Linked DNA regions of Sus scrofa: region 1 is linked to region 2. A link is a contact called in public HiChIP or PLAC-seq data. All regions are on one chromosome and are shown on one strand. The core of a region is the stretch at or near the end of the contact, and the rest is flanking DNA. Distances in the headings are between cores, read along the strand shown. Region 1 holds the start of RHOBTB2 (rho-related BTB domain-containing protein 2). Region 2 holds the start of PEBP4 (phosphatidylethanolamine binding protein 4).

What was found. HiChIP or PLAC-seq counts read pairs in DNA pulled down with a chosen protein or histone mark.
Region 1: an H3K27ac HiChIP or PLAC-seq map of skeletal muscle shows a contact between it and region 2. The contact joins the promoter of RHOBTB2 here to the promoter of PEBP4 in region 2. A contact is called at or near these places in 1 of 47 Hi-C or Micro-C datasets (skeletal muscle) and 1 of 2 datasets of contacts at active chromatin or transcription factors (skeletal muscle).

The regions. Positions count from the first base shown.
Region 1 is chr14:7,221,826-7,224,585 of Sscrofa11.1, forward strand. It overlaps RHOBTB2 (rho-related BTB domain-containing protein 2), which reads left to right and starts at 1,384. Exons shown (of 11, transcript XM_021073203.1): 1 at 1,384-1,514.
Region 2 is chr14:7,171,229-7,173,928 of Sscrofa11.1, forward strand. It overlaps PEBP4 (phosphatidylethanolamine binding protein 4), which reads right to left and starts at 1,413. Exons shown (of 6, transcript NM_001162888.1): 1 at 1,277-1,413. The coding sequence starts at 1,407. It also overlaps the pseudogene LOC110256618.

The sequences.
Region 1 (2,760 bases), core at 134-2,633, 51 kb after region 2:
TCCCCCACAGATGGGACCTACTGTACCAGAGAGCAGGGCATTTCCCGGACCTCTAGGCATCATCTTCATTGACAGGCCTTGACCTGAAGCCATTCTTTGGGGCTAGACAGCTCGGTGAGGTCTTTGCTTCCCAAATACACTGTCCTGACCCTGCTCTCCTCCCCAGGGTCAGGGGGTCAGACTGACACAGAGTCCTTGACTTCTCAACAGGACTTGCTAGAAGGGACATGACTTTGCATCCTGGAGTCCTGGGCAGCTAGGGGAGACAAGAGGTCAGGGGCAGTGCAGGAAGGGGATGGGAACAGCAATTGCCTGCTGGAACAGTGGAGGGAAGGGAGACACACAAAACCAGGGAACCACGGCAAGCTCCTCCCCCACACACTGGGGACCAGTAGGAGGGGATTGTCATCAGGACTGTGGGACCATTCTCCCTCCTGAGACCCCTAATGGGGAGACGTTGGGATGATGGCTGACCTGGGAATGAACCCAGGTCCTCAATTCCCAGCCCAGTGCACTGTCATGACAACCCTTCCTTTTCTTCTCCACAGTCCCACCCACGGGCAGCCCCTTACATAATGTGCAAAACGGGGAGCTAACAGAGTTCCAGCTGATGGGGGTGATATGGACGCTCTGTCAAAGAATGAACCGGGCTGTTGTTCTTGGAATTTGCATTAAAGAACTGTCAAGACTCAGCAAAAGTATAAACTGAGACCCAGAAATCCATTGCAAGAAGCGCAGAGGTCAGTCAGTCTAGGTTTTGAACTTCCTTGCTCCCTCGTGTTGAGTTTCCCAGCTGGCCAACCGGCTGCGGCTGCCCACTACAAGTCCAGAGCTTTCCTGCTATTTGTTTTCTACCTGTGTGCCGGTGAGCAGAAGCAGGAAGAAAGCCTTCCCGTCCAGCAGCAACGTCCCCTCCCCCCAGCCCCACCCCCCAGCCCCCAGCCTTGCTTCTCCAGCCTGGCTCCCCTCACCACAACTCTAGAGAGCCTTTAGCTCGGGGAGCCAAAATTAATCACTGGTGGTGTTGGAGCAACTACGGTGTTCCTTGGCTCCGGTCCAGGCCCCCAGGATGTGCGTCAGAAAAAGCAGATGAGTGAAATTCCAAAGCCATGTGAGTCACCAGGGAGGAGGCGAGACCAGGACAGAAGTCAGAATGGGCGCCGGAGGGCAGGCCAAAGCAGGGCCCTGGGGGGTCAGCGGCTGGGCAAGGCACCAGGAATGCTCACCTGCCCAAAAGATGGGATGAGGGACTCCTACACAGGCAGCTTATCTCTGAGCTCTGCACAGCGCCTGGGCGGGGCGGGAACTGACCAGGACTCCTGCCTGCCGGTTCCACCCCTGGATACTGTAACCATGCCTCTCACCTGGCTCCCCATAGGCTGGTCTTGGATCCCAGCCCTTAAAATCCTCGTGGTTGTTTCTTCACACATTCCCTCCTGCTGGGCTGGCCCAGGACACTGCTTCTGGACAGGGAGTGGTGACGGGCCAGCCAGGCCCCAGAGGAGAAGCAGCAGGTAAGTCTACCACTCATGTCCCGCCTGTCCTGAGACCACCCTGGGTGTTTCTCTGTGCCTGGGGGAAGAGAGGAGCTTCTTCTGAGCCCTGGCTGCCCCACCTGTCCCCACCTGTCCTCACCTGGTCGCTCGGCGTACTCAGTACAACGCGGGCTTCTCAGAATGTGAGAACCCTCACAAATCTCAGAAGGAGGGACACATGAAGGCAGGACCAGGGGCCGGTGGGTTAGGAATCATGTGTCTTACCCATCAAGGCCCAGCAATTGGAGGCAGCCAGCCTCGGGACAGGAAAAGGGGGGAGCCGGTGGGGATGGGGTGTCTACAGGAGCCATGCGCCAGCAGCTGACCCCAATTCAACTCCCTCCTTGTGAACCTGTAACTGAGCAGGGCCCTGGGGGGCTTCTAGGCATGACAGTCTTTCTGGGTCCCCCATTTCTTGTTTTTAGGAAATGGGCCTCATTCAGCTTCCATGCCCTTCCCTGGGTTCCAAGGAGCAGGTTCAGACAGTTGCTGAGCCAGGAAAGATGGGCATGCAAAGACAAGGAAGGACTCTAAACTGCCCAATTTTAAAGTATTCATTTCTAAAAGAAGCCTAAGGAGTGTAAGTCTTCTCTTAGGTCTAGAAGATGCCTACATCATTATGTGTATCCCTTGAGAGGGAATCAGGATCCTGTCCCACGGCTGCACCGTTGCCTCTTGATTCTTCTTCCCTTGTCTTTGCATCCTCTCCCTTCCCCGGTCAGCAGATGCCTGAACCTGTCCCCTTGGAACTCAGGGAGGGCCATGGAGGCTGAATGAGGTGGTTACAAGCCCGGCCAGGAGGGAAGGGGAGCCAGGGGAATCCAGCTGCACGAACAGCCTGTTCCATCCTTATCAATCAAAGCTGCCGCTGGCCGGCAGGGAGCACAGTTACAGCCCATGATTTGGGGGCTACCATGCTTACTCTATCTTCTGCTTCTCCCCAACCAGAAGGGTCACTGCCTCCATTCTGCCAGTTTCCTTCCCTCTCACCTCCGGGCTCTGCACAGCCCCTTAATGGCCCCTACCCACTCCAGGAGCTCCCGATTTTTTAGGCATGAAGATCTATTTCTTCAAAAAGAAACTGACCAGCATCCCTCACCCTATTTCTCACCCTCTTGTACTTCCCACCTACCCAGTTTGAGTCCCTTTTTTCTAGTGACACCTGGCCAAGAAATCTCAGACTTGCTCTAGGAATTCCTTCCAGGGCAGCAGAGACTGTCACTTC
Region 2 (2,700 bases), core at 163-2,662:
GATAGGAGTTCCCTGGTGGCTCAGTGGGTTAAGGATCCAGAGTTGTCACTGTAGCAGCCCAGGTCACTGCTGTGGCATGGGTTCTATCCCTGGCCTGGGGACTTCCACATGTCATAGGCGTGGCCAAAAAATGTAATCGATAGGAGCAAAATTTGTGTTTTTTTTCTTTTTGGATCCAACTGCCTAACTTTTTTTTTTCTTTTTTCTTTTGTCTTTTTAGGGCCACACCCGCAGCTATGGAGGTTCCCAGGCTAGGGGTCCAATCGGAGCTGTAACAGCTGGCCGACATCACAGCAACAGCAACATGGGATCCAACCTGTGTCTGCAACCTACACCACAGCTCAAGCAATGCCAGATCCTTAACCCACTGAGCGAGGCCAGGGATCAAACCTGAAATTTCATGGTTCCTAGTCGGGTTGGTTAACCACCAAGCCACAACGGGAACTCCCGCCTAAAATTTTAAGGGAAAACATATTTCTCTTTCTAAAAGTAGTGTTTGTAAGAATTCAAATGCACTCAGAGAGACAGAGTAGGAAGTGAGAGTCCTTGCTCCCAGCCTCACTTCTGATGGCCTCAGAGGGATGCCAGCATACTCGGTCACCAAGCTGGTAGAGGAGGTTGCCAGCAGCATGGCTGGGGCAGCCCTGAGGATGACCATGTGTCCAGGACGATGAAGACTGGCTTTTCTGACCCGCAGGCAGGAGAGAGCCGAACTGATGAAAAGGGAGAGAAGCTTGCGCCCTTGGAAGAGACAAAGCCAGGCCTCGAGACCCAGACTTCCCTGAACAATGTCCATTGGCCACGCTCCCTAACAGGCCCACCTGTCCCGACGCCCCTAGAGCCTTGTTAGGGAACAGGAAACATAGGGAGGGTCCAATCACACACCCTCGGTCAAATAAATGCCACTTTCCTTTAAAATGCCACCTTGCTGGGGGACAGGAGGCGTTCCATGCTGGAGGAAATGATGGTCTCTTTCGGGTGCCAACACAGAGGGTGAGGCCACAGCCCCACAGGGCCCCTCGGGTTTGGAGGCCCGGGGGAGCGGACCAGATCTGCATACCCTCCTAGCCCCGAGAACCGCCCTTGGACAGCAGGGGCCTGAAAGGGTCTGAGTCCTTTCCTTGCTGTCATGTTCCGTCAGAATGGCCCCAGAGCTGCCTTATGTTCTGCCTTCCACAGAGGCTGCCTTGGGAGGCAGTGCCCCCTTGGTTCTGGAAGCACCCCCTCTTCGAGCCTCTAGCGCGGCTCTTGGGAGTGGGGGGCCACCCAGTCTTACTTGCAGAGCACAGCGTCGCTGTCAGACAAGGCCTCGTACACACATGGGTCACTGTCCTCTTCATCTCCGGGGACCGCCATCGTGAGGCCCAGGAACAGGGCTGCCGTAGCCAGCCTCATGGTCCAGCCCATGGGCACCTGGAACGGAAGGAACTTCAGTGCCACCAGGCCCGCCGCAGGGGGTGCTCTGCCCACCCCAGAGCCCCTGCCCCAGGGGCCCACCTGATCAGAACCCTCTGCTCAGTAGGGAGAAGTGCAAGGGAGAAGTTCCGGCCAGGCTGGGCTCCAGCAGCTAATCCGTACCCGGACACAAGAACCTTGGGCGGACCTGGGCCTCTTCCCAGCTGGACTCAATTTTCAGTCCTGGCTGAGGCCCCTCCTCCACGGAGCAGAGCTGTGCTGTCACTCTGCCTGCCGCCCGCCTGGGCGCAGAGCAGGCTGCAGCACAGGAGGGCTTATATAAGCCTCTTACACAGCCCCCCCTCACCCTGCCCCTCCCGAGTTACCCCTGTGCAATCAGTTGAGCCTCCTCCTTTGACTTTAAAGCAAACTCTGGGAGGCTGGTGACCCCAGGCTTCGGGTTCTGGGGGTGCTCATGACGGCCCCACCTTGCAGGGTTTTCTAGGAGCAGGCATGAGGCTGGGGTGCGCCCTTTGCACCAGCTCTGCTTCTCCCACCCACAGCTCCTCTGCCACCTGTCTTGAGAGCCTCGGGGCTGTCGGATGGTGGTCACGGTTGGACACGGTGACCCTGCGGAGGAGGGGCTGCTGCACAGGGGAGGAGGAGGGGAGGGCCACCAGGCCCTGAGGCCAGCTCTGAAGGGCCAGCTGAGGACAGAAGGGTGTGCCCGGCTGTACCTTGCACTGGTGCTGAACTCAGCACTCTCCCAAAATAATAGTCCCTGGAGAAGAAGGCCAGCAGAGCTGCTCAGGAAGGGGGAAGCTTGCACAACTCACTGCACTAGGAGGAAGGGGGGCCTAGGGCTGCGTTGAACACTTGCCTGGGACCCCTGGGTGGCCTTCGTTCCCTCAGGGAACAGGCCTGCAGGCAGGAGGGTGTGGGACTCTGATTGGAACCAGAGAGGCAGGGGGAAGATCAAAGGCAGTTCCTCCACCACAGGGGAAGGGGGAGGGGACCTCAGACACCAGTTTCTGCATTGAGCTCCACTACTTGGCTGGGGGAGGGGGGGGGTGTTGTCTCACACCTCTTCAGGATGCACCACGTCTTGTAAAAACAAATAAAATGATCCTGTCGCCCTTGTGCGGGCGAAGGAAGATGAGGGTAGGTCTAGAGTACATGCAGCTAGATCTTCAGAGAAACATTTCAGCAGAGCTTGCTTTTCAGTTGAATTCCTGCTTCCAGGACCCCAACTTGCAGCAAAAGCCCTTCTTTGGGGCAACAGACCAAACACATTTCTCAATAATC